Regions from separate parts of the Sus scrofa genome. Here region 2 is linked to region 1. Evidence: chromatin contacts called from public HiChIP or PLAC-seq data. All regions are on one chromosome and are shown on one strand. Each heading gives the region's core, a stretch centred on a gene start, on an enhancer-like site or on the middle of the called end of the contact. The rest is flanking DNA. Distances are from core to core; before and after follow the strand shown.

Region 1 (4,670 bases), core at 1,342-3,841:
CTTTTGCATTTATGCTCCCGGTGGCTGAGGGTTGGCAATTGTCTAAACAGAAAATTTAGAAATTCGATACATTGTACCTTTACTGTTTTCAAGCTGCCCCCAGGAGGTGCTTAGGCCAAGATGAAGAAGGTACCCTACTTTGAACCCTGAGTGCAGGCCTCACCCCTGAGCAGTAGAGATAAAGGGCCCTCGAAATTGTATCCCACTTTCTGGAGAAGGACACGTGTGAAAAACTAGAATTTGCATAATGGTTGAAGTATAGACCCTGGCGCCTGAAAGACCTGGGTTCGAGTCTTACTTCCAGTACATAATAGCTAGGCAATACCGGACCAGTTCCTTAACCTTTCTCTGAGTCAGTTTTGTCACCTGTGAAGTGGGCATGAGGGCAGTTGTAAGGATTGAGTTAAAATGTGCAAAGCACTGAGCGTAGTGTCTGGCACACACACAGCCACACACAGGAGGCACCCCATGCGGGAAAGCTCGTCTGGTGCAGCCCCCTCTGTGCCGGGTCCCTTGCTGAGAGCTACCCATGCACAGCAACTGATTTCGTGGTCCCCACCGGCCAGCCAGGTAATCCTCTTCCTTCCACAGCCAGAACAGTGTGAGCTGAACATTTGCATTCTGAAGCATTTTGACTGAATATGACACTGCACTGGTGACATTTTGATAGCTGTCACTGCATGGTTTAGTTCCAACATCTTTCAGCACATTCGGAAGCATCAACCTTTACATGTTGGGGCTTCTCCAGCAGCAATTATAGCCACAAATGAAGAAAAGCTATACATGTTCCCATAAAATATCGAGATTTGTGTCACAGGCCTCTGGTGACAAAGACTTGTTGAACTGCTAGATGTCAGCTTTTTTTTTTTTTTTTTCCCCTTCAGATAAAATTAAACTATGGAGTAACCATCCAATCCATGAGATTAAATTGGTTTTTCAATCACAAGTCTATAGACAATCAAAACTGGTACCAAATATCTTTATTGAAAAACATTCTGTATCATGTGTGGACAGATAAGAGTGGGGTGCCCTAAAGACAAGATGTTCGGAGGCCGGCTTCTGGCATTTTCCCCCTGGTGAAATCCTTGCTCTTCCCCACACGCCTTCCCTGCATGCAGCTACTCTGCTTTCTCCATGACCTTCTTCTGAATGTGAAGCTCTGAGCTCTAGTGCTTGTTCCAGCCCGCTCAGTAGGTGGACTCCGGTAAAGTTTAGAATTGGTTTTCTTTACAGCCCCAAATGGCCACTTTCAAAATAATTCGGTTCAGTGTGGCCTCTTGCATTGTATGAATCAGTAGCTGACTCTCCTGAGAGGCTTTAGAGCTGCAGAGAGCTCCATGCCTCTGGGGTGTGGGGCGGGGGGCTCTTTTCCTGGACTTTGAAGCAGGTCACAGAAAAAGGATCTGAAAAGAAATCCCATGTGACTGATGACCAGGACACCACTGATATCACAACTTAAACTCCTTGTGTAGATAACACGGAGCCAAGAGCAAAGGTCTAAGAAAGAAGCGTAAGGCAGTCTCCCCTGCCTGGGACGTAGTAACGTGCCAGATTTAGGCACTCATGCCGTGGTGAAGGAGAATAATTTTAAAATAAATAAGAATAAAATAAGAATAATAAAAAGGCCTGCTCCCTAGGCCTTAGAAAGAGAAACGGGAAGTAAAGCAGATGGCAGAGCGAGAGAAGTTTTGAGCACAGCCAGAAGAAAGGTGAAGGGTGAGGCGAAGTCTGACCCTGTCATGACACAGTGTCCTCCTAAGAGTGCCACTTGGGTAAGATGGGCTGGGCTGGTGGAACCGGGTCAGAGGCTGCAGGAGGGACCCACGTGGCCCAAGGCTCTAAGGTGAGGCGATCCAGCGTCACCTGCCCCTTGGGGGTGCTGCCCTCAGGGCACTGCCTACTGCAGATGGCTAGAGTGTTCTAAGCTCATCTCACCGCTAGGCCCGCCTCTACTCACCTCTACTCAGCTGGGGAGGCAGAAGCTAACAGGTGATCCCGGAGATGGGAGAAGAATTTTTCCATGGACCCCTCTTCTTCCCAGAAATTCCTAGATTCGGTGATTGATTACAAGGGGCACATCTGGCACGAGGAAACAGACTCTTTCAACTGATCACACTTAGTATCTTGAGACCAGGGGCCAGAGGGATGGAAAACAAATGCGAATCCCCCTAAATATCCCGTGACTGGTCACTTTCAGAAATCTTTTCTTTTCTTTTTCCTTCCCTTTTTGGCCATACCCACGTTAGTGGAAGTTCCTGGACTGGGGTTGAACCCACACCTCGGCATTGACCTGAGCCACAGCAGTGACGATGCTGGATCCTTAACCGCTAGGCCATCAGGGAACTCCATGACCAGTCACTGCCATGCACGCAGTAAAAGTACAGTGCTGGTGGGAACTCGTGCAACTAGAGCAAGGCAGTCCCGGGAGGACATACAGTTGGAGTTTGCTCTTCCCTTCTGCGTGGTTTTTGCCGTGTCAAACACAACTGAGTGAGAGCTGCCCCCGCAGCCCTAACTGGAGGCAGGGGAGGCTGTCCTGGCCTGGAACAGGCCTCTTTCTGGGCCACTGTCAGTGCTGTCTGAGCAGAGGGAGCACAAATATAAACCTCGGGCACATAAGGACACGCACAGGCCACAGAGCCTGTCAAGGGTTCTGTCATGTTCCGAATGAACAGATGTTTCTCCCACAACATTCTTCTTGGGGTTGGTCCAATGCATTTAAAAAAAAAAAAAAAACAACCAACACTGTTTACACTAATTATGCCCTTTTGCTGCCTTTGCTTGTTTTGTTTTGCTCTTCTCTTTTTCCCATACATTAAGAACTGTTCGCGTGAGGAAATTCTGCCCAGCTGCTTTTGGGAACAGACCCTTCCATAGCTTAAACCGGGAACCCTTTGTTCTTGGATCTGAGTGCAGCTCAGATTGCCTTGTCACATGTATCTTGGCGCTTCTTCCCTGAAGTTTATAGGCTTTTTAAAATCCATTTCCTTTTTACCCCGAAGACGATCAGCTTTCATAACTTTTCTTAAAGTAAATTTATCCAGATCCCTGTATTGTTTCGAGTTCTCTTCAGTGGCTCAGTCGGTGTTTTACTCAACAGTCCATATATTAAGTACATATTAAGTTTGGTGAATACCGTACCACTATCCTAGGCATTAAAAGGGAAATTAAACCCTTTTCTCCTTCATTGGTTTGTGCATATTTTCCTCTATTTATCCATTTTCTTCACTCGAGAGAGATTTTTTTGTAGCTTCTGTTGTGCTCCAGGTCCGCAGTGGGTGCAGCAGAATCAGTGATGAGGCAAGGGCTTCGCCTTCAAGGAATCCCCAATATACTGGTAGAAAAAGACACGTACAGAATTGAATTGCCAGTCAGGGTGATACGTGCCATAATAGCAGAGCGTTCCAGCTTCTTTGAGGAGGGGGATGCCTTGGCTCTGCCTCAGGCAACAAAAATAGCTTTACAGAATGAATACCTGCCACGGGAGAGTGTTCTCCACAGCGAGCAGTAAATCCAGAGACTAGGAGCGGGGAGAGAGGATGTTTGGGAAGTGATGATTGATTTGGTGGGGTCAGCGTCTAGCGAACAGAACCAGGAGCGACAGGAGATGGAGCTGGAAAAAATAGGCAGCCAGGTTGGGAAGGTCATTTTACACGCCGCATTTGAAAATGTACAACATGTCATATAGAAAATGGGGGTGGGGCAGGAAAGGCTCTGAAGCAGAGAAAATACATCCTCAGCGTTCTGGGCTGAATGGGGGTCCAGCCAAATGCATGTGTTGAAGCCCTAACCTCTCCCCACTCCTGGTCTGGCAAAATGTGACCATATTTGGAAATAGGATTTTTAGAGAGTTAATTATTAAAGTGAGGTCATTATTCGTGTGGGCCCTAATCCAGATGATGGGTGTCCTTATAAAAGGATGAAATTGGGCCACAGACACACGCAGAGGGAAGAAACAGAGAAGAAAGCCATCTACAAGCCCGCGAAAGAGGTCTCAGAAAAAACCCAACCCTGCCAACACCTCGATTTTGGACTTCTAGCCTCCAGAATGATGAGAAACGTTCTATTGTTTGAGCCAATGACAAGTGAAACGGTTTCATAGAGGACATTTCAGTAGCTTAACAAAGGATCCTTAAGGATTTCAGAGATATATTTATTTGTAAGTACAGTTGGCCCTCCATGTCTGCAAATTCTGCATCTGTGGATTTAACCAACCACAGATGGAAATATTCACGGAAAAAAGAAATTTCAGAAAGTCCCGAAAAGCAAAACCTGAATCTACTGTACTTAGGCAAATATTTACATAGCATTTACTTTGTATTAGGTATTATAGGTAATCTAGAGATGATTTAAAGCATATGGGAGGGGAGTTCCCGTTGTGGCATGACAGAAGCAAATCCGACTAGTATGCACAAAGATGTAGGTTCAATCCCTGGTCTCACTCATTGGATCGGGGATCTGGTGTTGCTGTGAGCTGTGGTGTAGGGGGCAGCTGTAGCTCTGATTCGACCCCTAGCCGGGGAACTTCCATATGCCACGGGTGCGGCCCTAAAAAGAGAAAAAAAAAGAAGTATATGGGAGGATGTGTATAGGTTATATGCAAATACTACATGATTTTATATATGGGGCTTGAGCATCCGTGGATTTTGGTATCTGCTGGGGTTCTGGAA
Region 2 (4,670 bases), core at 922-3,421, 380 kb before region 1:
TTACTCTGGATCCTAAACTCATAACCGTCTTGAAAAACCCAAATGTACACATTGAGACTGTAAGTGGGATAGGATCCTTCGAATTACAAAAGGATTCATCAGAATATTCTCTAAGCTCCAAAAATACCTTTAGCTTCTGTCCATAAAAGCCATAATTTTATTTTCTGGAGTTCTGTGTCCGCATTTGAAGTGACACATATCTTGAATCTAATATATAGACTTTCGCTCTTTGGGGAGGGTCGCTCCTAAAACTTTCATCAAATCCGTTCATTCTGTTCATAGTTAACATCCACCTTACTGTCTTATCGGTTTTGAATAAATTTAGTGAGGAGCTTTGGGCCAGGTAAATATAATTTAAGTATGAATTTTATAATTATACATGTGTATATGTTCACACATAATCAAATCTAATCCAATGGATAGCCCGAAAAAGTGAGAGTATAGGGTTTTCATGGTGGAGAAGGAGTTGGGGGCTTTCTTCTTGAATCAGGCGTCAGCTTGATTTATAGATGTTTTATCTCATTAACCTTAATGTCACGGAACTAATTAGTAACTTTGGAACCTGCAAAACACACTCATTCCCATAGCTCTTTAACTTCACCGTGTACCAGATGAAACTGGACCCAGTTATTCTGAATCTTAGACATCTTTTGAAAGGCGTACAGGAAATGCATATCAAACTAGATGTGGATCCCGATTTTTCCCTTTTGGCCGCACACCATGTTTCATCAAAACCATCTGAATCCTTCAAACCTCTTGCTTCACAGACAGAGATATGTTGCAATTACCCCAGTTTGGGTAAAGTTGACCCAGGAACTTAGGGAGAGTCCCCAGGATCTCACCGCCCGCCTTCTGCCTGCAGGCGAACATCAGGGCAGCCATGTTGGAACCCAGCCCTGTTCTGTTGGCTGCCGTCTTGAGGCTGGAGAGGGACCCTCAGGTACTAATGGCCCTATAGGCATCCTTTTCCTTCTCTTTCCCTGTTCTCACTCCTGGGATCAAGACCCCGAGGCACAGGTAGTTCCAGCCTTTCTTCCCTTCCAGCTTTCTAAGGGAGGATTCTGAGCTGCTTGGCTCCCCTGCCCCCATTTCTTACGGCTGAATTAGATGATGGCTGTGATGGAAGGATGCTAGAAGTCAGACACTTAATCTGCGTAAGAAAACATGGGAAGCTGCTCTCTGGAGAGAGAATGGGCTGGGTATAGCTGTTGAGTGGGAATTTGGGTGAGAAAAATGGCTATTTTAAGAAACGTCTTGGAGTTCCCATTATGGCTCAGTGGGTTGAGAACCCGACTAGTCTCTGTGAGGATGTGGGTTGGATCCCAGGCCTTGCTCAGTGGGTTAAGGGTCCAGTGTTGCCAAAGTGAGGTGTAGGTAGCAGATGCAGCTTGGGTCTGGCATTGCTGTGTCTGTGGTGTAGGCCGGCAGCTGCAGCTATGATTTGACTCTTAGCCTGGGAACTTCCATATCTACAGTGTAGCCCTAAAAAGGAAGAAATGAAAAGAAACTTCTCAAAGAATTACAGTATTTTTAAGGCATTTGCAGATCAATTTATATTTCTTTTGCATAGATACCATGTGAAGATGGAACTTCTTATGGTAGAAAAGGGGCTCAGTTTTATTCAAATTACATTTCAAATAATTCTCTGAGGAAAAAAAGTGATTTGGGTAGAAAAACCCAAGTGCTGATTTTATAGTGGGCTTTCTGAATTTGCATGGTCTTGGAACCGGACTGTGAAGGGGGGGCCTGTCATGAAATCTTATCAAGTGGGTGCCCTTGGACTTGTCGGTGAAGCTGAGGTTTCTTTTGGGGTGATTTCATGCAAAGAGCAAACTCCAGTGCTGGAGTAAGTTGACACCAAACTTTAATCTCTTTCCTCACTTTAGTTTGAAAATGGTCTAGATTGCTAACATAGAGGAGATCATTGTGCGGGCCCTTGCTCCTTGGGTGCCAGACTGATGTTCTAATGCCATTTGATATGCCTCCCGGCTGAATGACTCAGCCCTGGCCTCAAGGACCCTCCGCAGGCTCTCCCTCCCTCAGGGGTGCAGGTGTGTCCCCACCTCGCTCAGAGGCCAGGAAACTAACCACAATCTCCTGGCTAGAGACGCAGGCTTCTGCCTTGGAGGCAAAACAGGGTGAAACACAGGCAGGCAGGATCCCAAACCACAGAAGCTCAAGTGAGGTCATCCTTGTGAACCTGACAACTCCCTGTCTCTCTCGGTCAACAAAAAGAAACATAGACCCATTCAAAAATGGCTCTGAAAGACAGAGAATGCGCATGGCTATGGCAACTTGCCACTGGATGCTATTCCAAAGCAACTGAGAAAGTTAATTAGCCATCCTTTCACAAGCCAAGAAAAGTGCAATGATACGTTCACACCACCTTATAGCAGGACAGTTGAGTACAGGAGCTTAAATCACTTTTCTGGCAGCCAGTGAGTACAACGTCTGATGGCGTGTTCCCTTCTCATATGCACCTGGCAACTCGAGGCACCACGTGCTGGGCAGGAACCAGGCTTCCAGGAGATGTGGCAGAGACGTTGGCAGGATTGTCCCTCTGTGGGACAGCCTCTCTGAGACGGTTAGGAAATAGGTGGAAGGTGAGGTTGAGGGAGGCGGGAAGTCATGATGGAAAATGATTATGCCTTTGAAAGTAGTTATTCATGGAAACTTTTTAGCTTAAATGTGGACCCCAGAGTTCCTGTAGTGGCTCAGTGGAAACGAATCTGACTAGTATCCATGAGGGTTCGGGTTTGATTCCTGGCCCCGCTCAGTGGGTTAAGGTTCAGGTGTTGCTGTGAGCTGTGGTATAGGTTGCAGATGCAGCTCAGTCTGGCCTTGCTGTGGCTGTGAGTTTTGACCCCTAGCCTGGAAACCTCCATATATGGTGGGTATGGCCCTAAAAAGCAAAAAAACAAAAACAAATCAAAAGTGTACCCCAGTCCAAGGCGGAGGTAGATAGATGAGCCATTGGGAATGCATGATATCTACTTACTCGGTTCACTTGCAGGAATCAAGCAAATGAAATTGATGACAAAAATGGCCCTGCTTTGGGAGGCATTCTCTCATATTCACAATGTATTTAAATAATCATTAGGACAAAGGGCCTGGCATTTCGAAGACTCTGTCAGAAATATGCAGCCCAATTTGTCCCAGGGCAGGATGAGAATGGATTTATTTTGGTTGAAATCCTAACTTCTATTGTCAAGATTATGCATAAAGTCTGGATAATGCTACACAATTGGAAAAAAAAAAAGGAAAAACTTTCTTTTCGAGACTGGAACCCCTGAAGACTAGAAATAAGATCATGATTTATAGATCTGTTTCTCTATGGTGATTTAATAGGAAACATTGTTTGTCCTTTGTAGGCTTTAATGTTTCCCCAACCCATAAGAGCCCTATTAGTTGCCTTTGCCCAGTGGGTTGGTCTTACTGACATCTGCTTTAAATAGAAAAGAGGGAATAGTAGGATTGATGCTGAGTGTATTAAATTCTACCCATTATAAACATGTTTGCGGCAGCTTCATGGAATCCCTCCTCCAGACCAAATGAGTTATTTCCAGAGCTGGGGCTCCGCTGGCCACCCATATATCCCACTGGTTGACTCAGCCTCTCATTCTTGTAGCAGACGCACTTGAGAAAGGCCAGTGTATTTCTTGGCTGAATTTCCATATAGCCTTTTAATCTTCACGGATGGGACAACTTAATACGCTCCTGCCTCACGTGGCCGTGAGTTCTGCTGTGTGCCAGCATCAGGACCAATCTTGTCCTGGGCAGGGGGCTAGAAAGACCTTGTCCCTAGAAGTTGACATCTAGAGATGGTGGTTACTGGCTCCACTTTAGCCTCATATCCTGGCTCCAGAAACTGGATTCGCACCTCATCTAGTCACTTGAAAAATATTTATTGAGCACCTATTATGTGCTGGGCCCATAAATATGGCAGTAACTACAACGGATGAAAATCTCTGCCTTTTTCTAAGTTAGACTCTGTTTTTGGAACTGAGCTTGTCTTACCATTTCCAATTTTTTTTTTTGTCTTTTTTTTTAGGACGGCACCTGCAGCATATGGAAGTTCCCATGCTAGGGTTGAATTGGAACTGTGTCTGCGACCTGTACCACAGCTCATGGCAACACTGGATCTTTAACCCACTGAGCAAGGCCAGGAATCAAACTGCATCCTCATGGATGCTAGTCAGATTCATTTCTGCTGAGCCACGACGGAAATCCCCGTTTCCAAGTTTCAGCTTTTGGTTCCCTGATCAGTAAGTCACTGCTTCTAGAAATCTCTTTCTGAAACTTCAATATGCTTACATATCACTGGAGCTGAGGTTCTGACTCAGTGGGTCTAGGGTGGGGCCTGAGATGTTGAAATTTTTTTTTCTTTTGCTTTTTAGGGCCACACCTGTGGCATATGGAAGTTCTCAGGCTAGGGGTCGAATGGGAGCTACAGCTGCCAGCCTATACCACAACCAGAGCAATGACAGATCTGAGTCTACGATCTACACCACAGTCACGCAACACCAGATCCTTAACCCACATCCTCATGGATCCTAGTCGGATTTGTTTCCACTGAGCCACAATTCGAACTCCGAGATTCTGAATCTTAAGCTCCCAGACAGTATTGCCACTGCTGCTGGGGATGTTGCCTGGATTATGCTTTGAGTGAC

The links. HiChIP or PLAC-seq counts read pairs in DNA pulled down with a chosen protein or histone mark.
Region 2: an H3K27ac HiChIP or PLAC-seq map of skeletal muscle shows a contact between it and region 1, with 3 times the contacts expected there. The contact joins two enhancer-like sites. A contact is called at or near these places in 2 of 2 datasets of contacts at active chromatin or transcription factors (alveolar macrophages and skeletal muscle).

Annotation. Positions count from the first base shown.
Region 1 is chr3:111,065,337-111,070,006 of Sscrofa11.1, reverse strand. The region is part of intron 7 of BABAM2 (BRCA1-A complex subunit BRE); the gene reads left to right. Among named protein-coding and RNA genes, the nearest start is that of FOSL2, 220 kb to the right of the region's middle. Within about 2 kb of position 2,591, at least 32 of the 83 cell types and tissues checked have an H3K27ac peak or open chromatin away from gene starts, as enhancers often do. A contact at or near this core is called in skeletal muscle, where this site is marked.
Region 2 is chr3:111,447,097-111,451,766 of Sscrofa11.1, reverse strand. No RefSeq gene overlaps it. Among named protein-coding and RNA genes, the nearest start is that of MRPL33, 11 kb to the right of the region's middle. Within about 2 kb of position 2,171, at least 3 of the 83 cell types and tissues checked have an H3K27ac peak or open chromatin away from gene starts, as enhancers often do. A contact at or near this core is called in skeletal muscle, where this site is marked.